Regions from separate parts of the Capsicum annuum genome. Here region 2 is linked to region 1. The links are chromatin contacts, called in public Hi-C maps. All regions are on one chromosome and are shown on one strand. The core of a region is the stretch at or near the end of the contact, and the rest is flanking DNA. Distances in the headings are between cores, read along the strand shown. Region 1 has its middle 16 kb from the start of LOC107871113. Region 2 holds the start of LOC107871114 (zinc finger CCCH domain-containing protein 29).

The links. A called contact is a pair of places that touch in the nucleus more often than the background predicts.
Region 2: a contact with region 1 is called in a Hi-C map of leaf, with 2.3 times the contacts expected there. The contact joins the promoter of LOC107871114 here to the enhancer-like site in region 1. A contact is called at or near these places in 2 of 5 Hi-C or Micro-C datasets (leaf and placenta).

The regions. Positions count from the first base shown.
Region 1 is chr5:203,346,571-203,351,052 of UCD10Xv1.1, forward strand. No RefSeq gene overlaps it. Among protein-coding and RNA genes, the nearest start is that of LOC107871113, 16 kb to the left of the region's middle. Within about 2 kb of position 1,776, at least 4 of the 5 cell types and tissues checked have an H3K27ac peak or open chromatin away from gene starts, as enhancers often do. A contact at or near this core is called in leaf, where this site is marked.
Region 2 is chr5:203,396,067-203,400,554 of UCD10Xv1.1, forward strand. It overlaps LOC107871114 (zinc finger CCCH domain-containing protein 29), which reads left to right and starts at 1,366. Exons shown (of 2, transcript XM_016717915.2): 1 at 1,366-1,629; 2 at 2,504-4,488. The coding sequence starts at 2,510.

The DNA of each region.
Region 1 (4,482 bases), core at 526-3,025:
TTACTGGAACGTTAGTGGAAAAGAGAGACGTTAGTGGATCTATTGAAGAGAACATGGGCAAAAGATTCTTTTGCTCTGAAAAATATGCATATCATGATTTGGAATCCACAGTAGGAAAATAGGTTCCTCCGAGTGAAAAAATGAACCGCAATCGAAAAAAAGGAGAAAGTTTTAATTATATATAAAAAAGTAAATTATTTTAAAAAAATAGTCAAGGTTTTGTTTATTACTTAAAATGACCATTAGACTATTTTCTTCATTTTTCTTTTCTTTTTCCAGCATTAATATTTTAAAAATAAAACTTTTTTTGTTGCGCTTTTCTTTATTAAAAGAAAAAAAATTATTTTAAATTTTTTTTTTTTTTATGTATCAATATTATATAAATGGTGTATAAACATGTATATGTGATATGCAAATGGATATGTAGTATATATGGAATGTATCAATATTGCATAAACAAATATGTAACATATATGGAATGTATCAGTTTTATAAATAATGTATAAATATATATCAATATTGTAGAAATATTGTATAAACACATATTGGTATTGTAGAAATATTGTATAAACACATATTTATATTGTATAAATATTATATAAACACATGTCGATATTTTATAAACAACATGTAGCCTTCTCCTTCTCATTTGCTTCTTCTTCTTCTTCCAATCCTTCACCTCCTCCTCCTTCTTCTTCTCCTTCTCCTTCCTCTTCTTCCTTCTCTTCCTCCTCTTCTTCGCCTTCTCCACCTCCTCCTCCTTCTTCTTCTCCTCCTCCTCCTCCTTCTTCTAATGACGCCAAAATTCATTTTCATTTACATAATTTTTTCTTTTCTTTTTTGATAATTAAGAGTTAAGCATCCAATATCCCTTCGGACTATAGTCAAAGTTGCTACGATACATTTCAACTTCACATGAATCCTATTACTTCCCTGGACTCAATTTTAGTTTATTTTTGACACTCTTTTGTGTCAGTTAAAAAGGATGACAAAAATACACTAAAACCGAGTTTAGGGGTAATAGGCGATCCTTGTAAAGTTGGAGTGTGTCGTAGCAAATTTGATCATAGTTCAAGGGGATACTGGATGCTTTACTCGGTAATTAACACACCCTTATTAATCACCGTAGGAAAATTATAAGGCATGAAACACTTTACTGATTGGCTCATTAGAAACTATAAGCCTCATAACTCTTTAACTCGCGGAGACAACAATACTAAAGAATACATCAATCAAAACATTTTTCAACTAAAAACAAAGTGAGTGCATCTTGCTCTCCAGTTTCATAACTGTTATTTTTCACAACACCTAAATTTAATTTCAAACAACAAAATCGACACATCAATCCATCCATTCTTCTTCATTTCAATCCTCTGTTAACGATTAAAAGATCAAATTTAGTTTCAATTTTTATTCAAAAAACAATAATTTCAACTATATGAACCAAAAATCTTTCATAAATCATCAAATTTCTGACATCCAAACTGAAAAACATACAAAATTTAGCAAATCTGATTAGCTCTTCACGTGACCAACTTGAATTTCACCGAAAAAATTCAACCAATCCGAAAAAAAGCTTTGGGTTTGTTTTCATTTTGCAATTAATTTTACTTTTTTTTATTTAATTTAACCAACATAAAATTTCCTCTAAATCACTTCAAATTTAAATATGAGTTTCTTTCGATGTTTCAAATCTTTTAATACATAACTCACTCGAAACAGTTCATGTTTACAGTAGATTGAATTTTAAAATCAAGCTTTTAAAGAAGCTTTAATGATTGAATATAGAAGGGGAAAACGAGGAGGATGGGGGAGGAAGAAAGGAGGAGGAAAATGAAGAAGATGAACGACCAACGAAGGAGCAGTAGAAGATCAAAATGGTTGAATGATCAAAAACTTTAGGTAATTAATTTAGCCGAACAACTATTTCAGAAAAAGGTATATGTAATTACTATATATACAAAATGAGTCATTTCCGATAATATTATAAATTCGGGACATTTTAGTTGTAAATAATTATAGTGGGTTGTCATTTTGCATGAATTTTTCAAAAAAAAATTAAAAAATCGACTAATGATTTGGTGTTGAAAAAAATCTGACTATAATAAGTTTCGTTTGATTTTAACTAAAAAAGGTCAAACCAATCAGATATTATATTTGTACAATTTTTTAAAATATTTACTATGATCTAATTTATAATATTTCTTAAACTATTCTCATTGTGCTTATCTTCCAACATATTATTTCAAACTTAATCTTAGAACTCTGAATGGTCCAATAAGTTTTATAACCCATATATATTAATAATTAATTCAAGTAAGACTTAAATCAATTTTAGTGCTAACAAAAATATTTAATTAAACACTAGAAGTGACAATAATGTTGGATATCCATTCTTTAGTTTGTTATAAATATATAACTTAAATTTATTTTCTTATTTAATATTTAATGTCATATTTTAAGGAATATCTAAGATAATTGTATCTTGCTATGAGCCTAGGACTAAGGAAATATTTGAAACACAAGTTAATTATATATTTGTATGAAGATTTTATCGAAAAAATTGAGAAAACACGAAAAACTCCAAAATTTTGAAAAATTTAAATTTTATTAATTTGATTTGATTTGATTTATAGATTAAAAAACCCAATGAAAATATTTTGATTTGATATTTAAGAAATTCGAGCCAACCAAATCATGTACACTCCTATTTTAAATATATCTATACCCCTCATTTTAACTGCATCATGATTTTCATTACTCCCTAGCCATTAATCTGATGCTCTATAACGTAAAGTTTTCAAACTCATTCGATACTTATTTTCTGACTCGGTGATGTTGCTAGACAACTATGTTGGAGATAGGAATGACAATAGAACGGTGTGGGTTTTAGGCTATGTGGGTGCAGGACGGATGCAGAACGGGTTGGAGTAGGTTTTTTTAAATAAAACGACGGGAGGCAAATTACGGGTATATGCGGATTTAAATTAAAAAAAGAAGAAGCTAAAATGTAGTATTATTATCGTGAATCTACCTAAAATTATATGTATCCTTCACTTAAAATTTTATCATACTTAAAACGACATATATAACACCACAAATAAATAATTTCATAACTTTTCTTTTCAAATCGGTAAAATAATTTTATAACTCAAAATATCAAATAAAAATTTAAAGGTTTTTCGTACTAAATCACTTTGTGGTACATAGCTTATTTAATTTATCTATAGCAAAGACTTAAATTATCAAATAAATTAAATGATCTCTAATTTTAATTTATTGATTCATCTTATTATACTCCTTTGACAATTTCTTAGTAAAAAGAGATATAATAGAAATTGGTTGTTACTACTTTCTAATTGCATATTTGAAAATATTGTGATTTTCAATGGAGTTACAAATTTTTTAAAAAAGAAAAAAAATAAAAACGTGAAGCAGTGCGGTGTGAGTATGCAAGGGTATGAGTATGTGACAGGTTTATGCGAATTTAAAAGTGATGTGAGACGGTGCGGAACAATTTTTAAATTCGCGAATTTAGAAAAAACCCACACCATACCCGCACTACATTGCACCGCCCCATTACCATCCCTAGACTCGGAAATGAAGCTAATTATATTCCCCCACTTTCAACGTGTTAATTGTTTATTCCTTTTTATCATCATCATCATTTGTTATTTCAATTATGCTTGACAAGATTGAGCATTAATAATCTTCTTATTTGATTATTTCGCAATTTGCGTGTCCTTGGGGCGCAATATTAAATTCAGTTATAACTCTAAAATCTAAATCACCCGTTATTTAAAAGTAAACAATAAAAGCAAGAGGGAAAGGAGAAAGTAAAACACATTCGAAGTGTTTCATTTTTTGGAGTTTTAGATTTGTAATATCACGTGTGTGCGTTTACTACTTGAATTATTACCGATTAATTTGTAAAACACACTTAAATTATAAAATTATTTGAGTTTCATACCTGAATTTTAGATTAAAAAAAAGTAAACAATTATTAATTTAGATTTGTTTTGCTAACTAGTTAGTGATAATTCGGATAAAAAATTCATACACTTGATAGTTAAACTCAAAAAATAAGAATACTTTACGTATGATTTTAATAATTAATATTTAATATCATAAAACAAACATGCTAACCAATTAGACAAGATTGGTGGTGTATTTCTTTTTTCAATTTTTCAATCCAATATTTAGGCTTGTGTGATATATTTTTTGCCAATTCAATGTTTGTTTGATAAATATATAGTCCCTCCGTTTAAAAAAGAATAGCTTATTTTTCTTTTTAGTTTGTTTAAAAAAATATGATTCATTTCCTCTTTTGTCAATTTTTAAATTTTAACTTTTTACGTGGCATATTTAAGACCACAAAATTAAAGAATGTTTTATTACATTTGACATATCTTTAATTTAAGACCATAAGATTCATAAAAAAAAATTATTTTCTTAAATTTCATATCAAGTCAAACTAGATTT
Region 2 (4,488 bases), core at 116-2,615, 49 kb after region 1:
TTTCATTTGAGTTTGCATCTGAATTTTTCATCTGCATTTAGGTGGGAACCAGTAAGACACACAAGTGGTATGTAATGCTAGTGATATAATTACAAAAATCATCCCTTACTTTTTTGTAATAGTTTAAAGTAGTTCCTTAAGTATCATTTGAGTAATTTTGGTTCTTTAAATTTCATTAATAAAGTAATACTTTTAGCGTGCGTCCAATATTTATCCTTCCGACTCAATTTATATGATATGCTTTTGTTCAAGATGTATATAATTTTTTATAACCAGAAATAATTTAATTTTAAAATTCTCTTTTTACCATTAATAAAATGATTTGAATAATCACACAAATTTTTAAAATCTTATTTAGATCATAAATTTCAAAAGTCTTTCATATTTTTAATTTTTTTCTACATCAAGTCAAACATTACCACATAGATTAAGTAACCTTTTTATAACTAAAAATAATTTAATTTTAAAATTTTCTTTTCATCATTAATGAAATATTTTAATAAGCACACAAATTTTTAAGATCTGGTTTAGGTCACAAATTTCAAAATCCTTTCATATTTTCATATTTTTTCTGCATCAGGCCGAACATTGCCATGAAGGAGTAATAATCTATTGAATTTGACCAAAATGTGAAAGAAGGATTTAATCAAAATCACTGGGGGTGAAATTTGTTAAATATTTGATAGAAATCAAAAGTTTTTAGTTTTGACTAACTTAAGGCTCATTTAATTAGGGAATAAGTTATTTTAGGATTAATTATTTCAAAATTATTATTTCATCCTTAATGTGAGATAAAAACAACACTATCATATCAAAATAAGTCATCCCACAATTTTATCATAAACAAATATAAGATAAACTTGTCTTAAATTAAGTAAAAACAACATAAATCTCAATCATTAGCTAAGTTTACTTTCTATCTAAACTCTTTTTAATATTACTAAAAATCCCTTATTTAAATCCATACATACACATTACATTCTTTCGTATGTATTACTTAATTTTACACGAATATATTACATTTTTTGGATATATCACTTAAGTTTATACGAATATATTATATTTTTCTTAGACACATAATTTAATTTTACACGAATACATTATATTTTTCTGTGATCTATTTGAGCTTTTAAGTAAATTGAATATAATGTAATTAATTAAAAAAATTAAAAATTTAAGTAGTTAAAGAGTTTAAGCACTGATATGATGTAATTTTTTTAAAAATTAATTTCAATATTAGTTATCCTTTTATAGCTCATACCAAACGATCTCTTAAAGAATCAAAATACACTGGTTTAAACTTACTCCAAATATAAAGGACCATCTCTATAATTATCTCTAGTATAGTAGACCAAATTTTGAAGATTTGACTTTGACCATATACACAAGTAGAAGAAAAAAAAAAAGAACTAACCAAGAAGAAAAGTCTCAGTTTCCACCTTCCTTCCCTTGCTTCCTCTTGACTCATATCTCATATATACCTCTCAACCCCTCACTCATTTCTTCACAAACAAAGAAAAATATACTCAACAATAATAACAACTCACAATTCTACAAAACAACTAATTCAATATCCTTTCCTTTTTTTTCTCTTGGATTTTCAAGAAATAAATATTATCCATCTCTAAGGTACTACTGTTTGTTCTCAAAATTTATTTAGTCTTTTTTTTCTTTTCTAGTTTGTTTTTTTTTGTACTTTTTTGGTAAATAATGCTTATGGGTATCGAGTATTTCTTAACAAAAAAAATGATAATACTTAACAATAACAACTCAGAATTCTTACAACTAACTAATAATTCAATATCCTTTTTTTTTTTCTCTTTGATTTGGTTTCACAACTTTTCAGTGTTCTTTTCCTTCCTAGTATGGGTTCTTTCTTTTGTCATTTGGTAAATAATACTTATTGGTATGGAGTTTTTTGTGAAAAATAATGAAAGTTTGAAACTTTTTAGTGATGGGTTTCAAGATTTTTTTTAAAATTATTGTTAGTATATTACTTTTCTAGTATGGGGTTTTTGTCCCTTTATGGTAAATAATGCTTATGGGTATGGAGTTATTAGTGAAAATATTGGAAGTTTGAAACTTTTTAGTGATGGGGTTCAGTTCTTGTTGACTAGTTGTAGTTATGAGATGGGCTTCAAGTTTTATTGTGTTTTTTTTTTCCTTTAAAGTATGGGTTTTTGTTCCTTTATTTGGTAAATTATGCTTATGGGTATGGAATTATTTTGGGAAAATATTGTAAGGTTGAAACTTTCTAGTGATGGATTTAGTTTTTTGTTGATTAGTTGCATGTGTTTTCTTGATTTTGTTGAAACTTATGAGATCTAATGTTTTTTGCTTTCTTTTTCTATGATATGTTCATTAAATTAAGATAAAAAGTTACATTTTTTATTCAGTATTCGATTTGCTTGTGAAGTTAATAGTTCTGATTCAGGATTTATTTAGATTTTACACGTTTGTTACTTTTGGAAATCTAAATCTGAAGCTTCTTGATGACTTGCAGGAGTTGATGTGCACTGGGACAAGGAGTAAAGTTTGTCCTTCTGATCTAAACATGGATAAGAAAGATGGGGTTAGTAGAAATTGCTCAAAATTGCTTGAATTATCAGCTTCAGATGATCTTGCTGGCTTCATATGTGAAGTAGAGAAAGGTTGTGCTGTTGATGAGTTTAGCTTTTGGTATGGTAGACGATTTGGTTCGAAAAAGATGGGATTTGAAGAGAGGACTCCTTTGATGATTGCTTCTATGTATGGAAGTACCGAGATTTTGAAGTATATTCTTGGAACTGGCAAGGTTGATGTCAACAGGGCTTGTGGTTCTGATGGTGCAACTGCTCTGCATTGTGCTGCAGCTGGTGGCTTGGAATCATCGATTGAGGTTTTCAAGATCTTGATTGATGCTTCTGCTGATGTTAATGTTTGTGATTCTAGTGGAAACAGACCCTGTGATGTGATTGCTTCGTTTCCTAAGTCGTTAAGGAATTCGAAGAGGAAATCACTGGAGTTGTTGTTGAATGGCAGCTTGGCTGAGCTTGCTGAGCAGGAGGAGGAAGAAGGAAAAGAAGCAATCCAGATGACGAAAGAAGGAAGTGAGAAGAAAGAGTATCCGATTGATACTTCCTTGCCGGATATAAATGATGGGATTTATGGGAGTGATGATTTCAGGATGTATTGTTTCAAGGTTAAGCCATGTTCCAGGGCTTACTCTCATGACTGGACTGAATGCCCTTTTGTTCATCCAGGGGAGAACGCAAGGAGACGTGATCCAAGGAAGTACAACTATACATGTGTCCCATGTCCCGAGTTCAAGAAAGGTGCTTGTGCGAAGAGTGATTCTTGTGAATATGCTCATGGTGTATTTGAGTCGTGGCTTCATCCTGCCCAATATAGAACCCGTCTCTGCAAGGATGAGACCGGGTGCTCAAGGAAAGTTTGCTTCTTTGCTCACAAGCCTGAAGAGCTTCGCCCGTTGTATGCATCTACCGGTTCAGCTATCCCTTCTCCAAAGGCTACTCCAGTCAGTTCGATGGACATGTCAACATTGAGCCCACTGGCGCTTGGTTCTTCGTCCATGTTGCTGCCTACTAGTTCAACACCCCCGATGTCTCCTGCTGTTACATGTTCGTCTCCAATGGGTGGAAACTTGTGGCAGAGCAAGGTGAACATCACCCCACCTGCATTACAGCTTCCTGGTAGTAGGCTAAAGACGTCTTTGAATGCTCGGGACTTGGACTTGGACATGGATATGCTTGGCTTGGAAAGCATCCGCACTCAGCAGCAACTAAGACAACAATTGATAGATGAGATGGCTGGTCTCTCTTCACCATCCTGTTGGAATAAGGACAATAGGATGGGGGATCTGAAGCCAACTAATCTTGATGATGTTTTTGGATCCATGGATTCTCAACTGCTGTCTCAATTGCAGGGCCTATCTCCAAGAGTTGCATCCACCACCAGCTCTCAGTTGTATTCTCCATCGGTTTCTCATTTGCAAGGTCTCTCACCCAAGGTTTCAGGTAACGGCGGCTCCCAGATGCAATCTCCAACCGGGCTTCAGATGCGACAAAACATGAACCAATTCCAATCAAGCTATTCTAACATTCCTCAATCATCGTCTCCGCTGAGAAAGCAGCCCTCAGCATATGGATTCGACTCTGCAGCTGCAGTGGCTCAAGCTGTCATGAACTCCAGGTCTGCTGCTTTTGCAAAGCGCAGCCAGAGTTTTATTGACCGTAGTGGAATGAGCCATCGTGCTGTTCCCAATGGTGTTGCTAACTCCCCACCTTTGATGTCATCAGATTGGGGTTCCCCCGATGGGAAATTGGAGTGGGGCTTCAATAGTGATGATACAAACAAGCTCAAGAGATCTCAATCTTTTGGTTTCCGCGGTGGAAATGGCGCTCCAGCAAGATCATCAACAATCACACCATCTCAAGTCAATGAGCCAGACGTGTCATGGGTTCATTCCTTGGTGAAAGATGTGTCCTC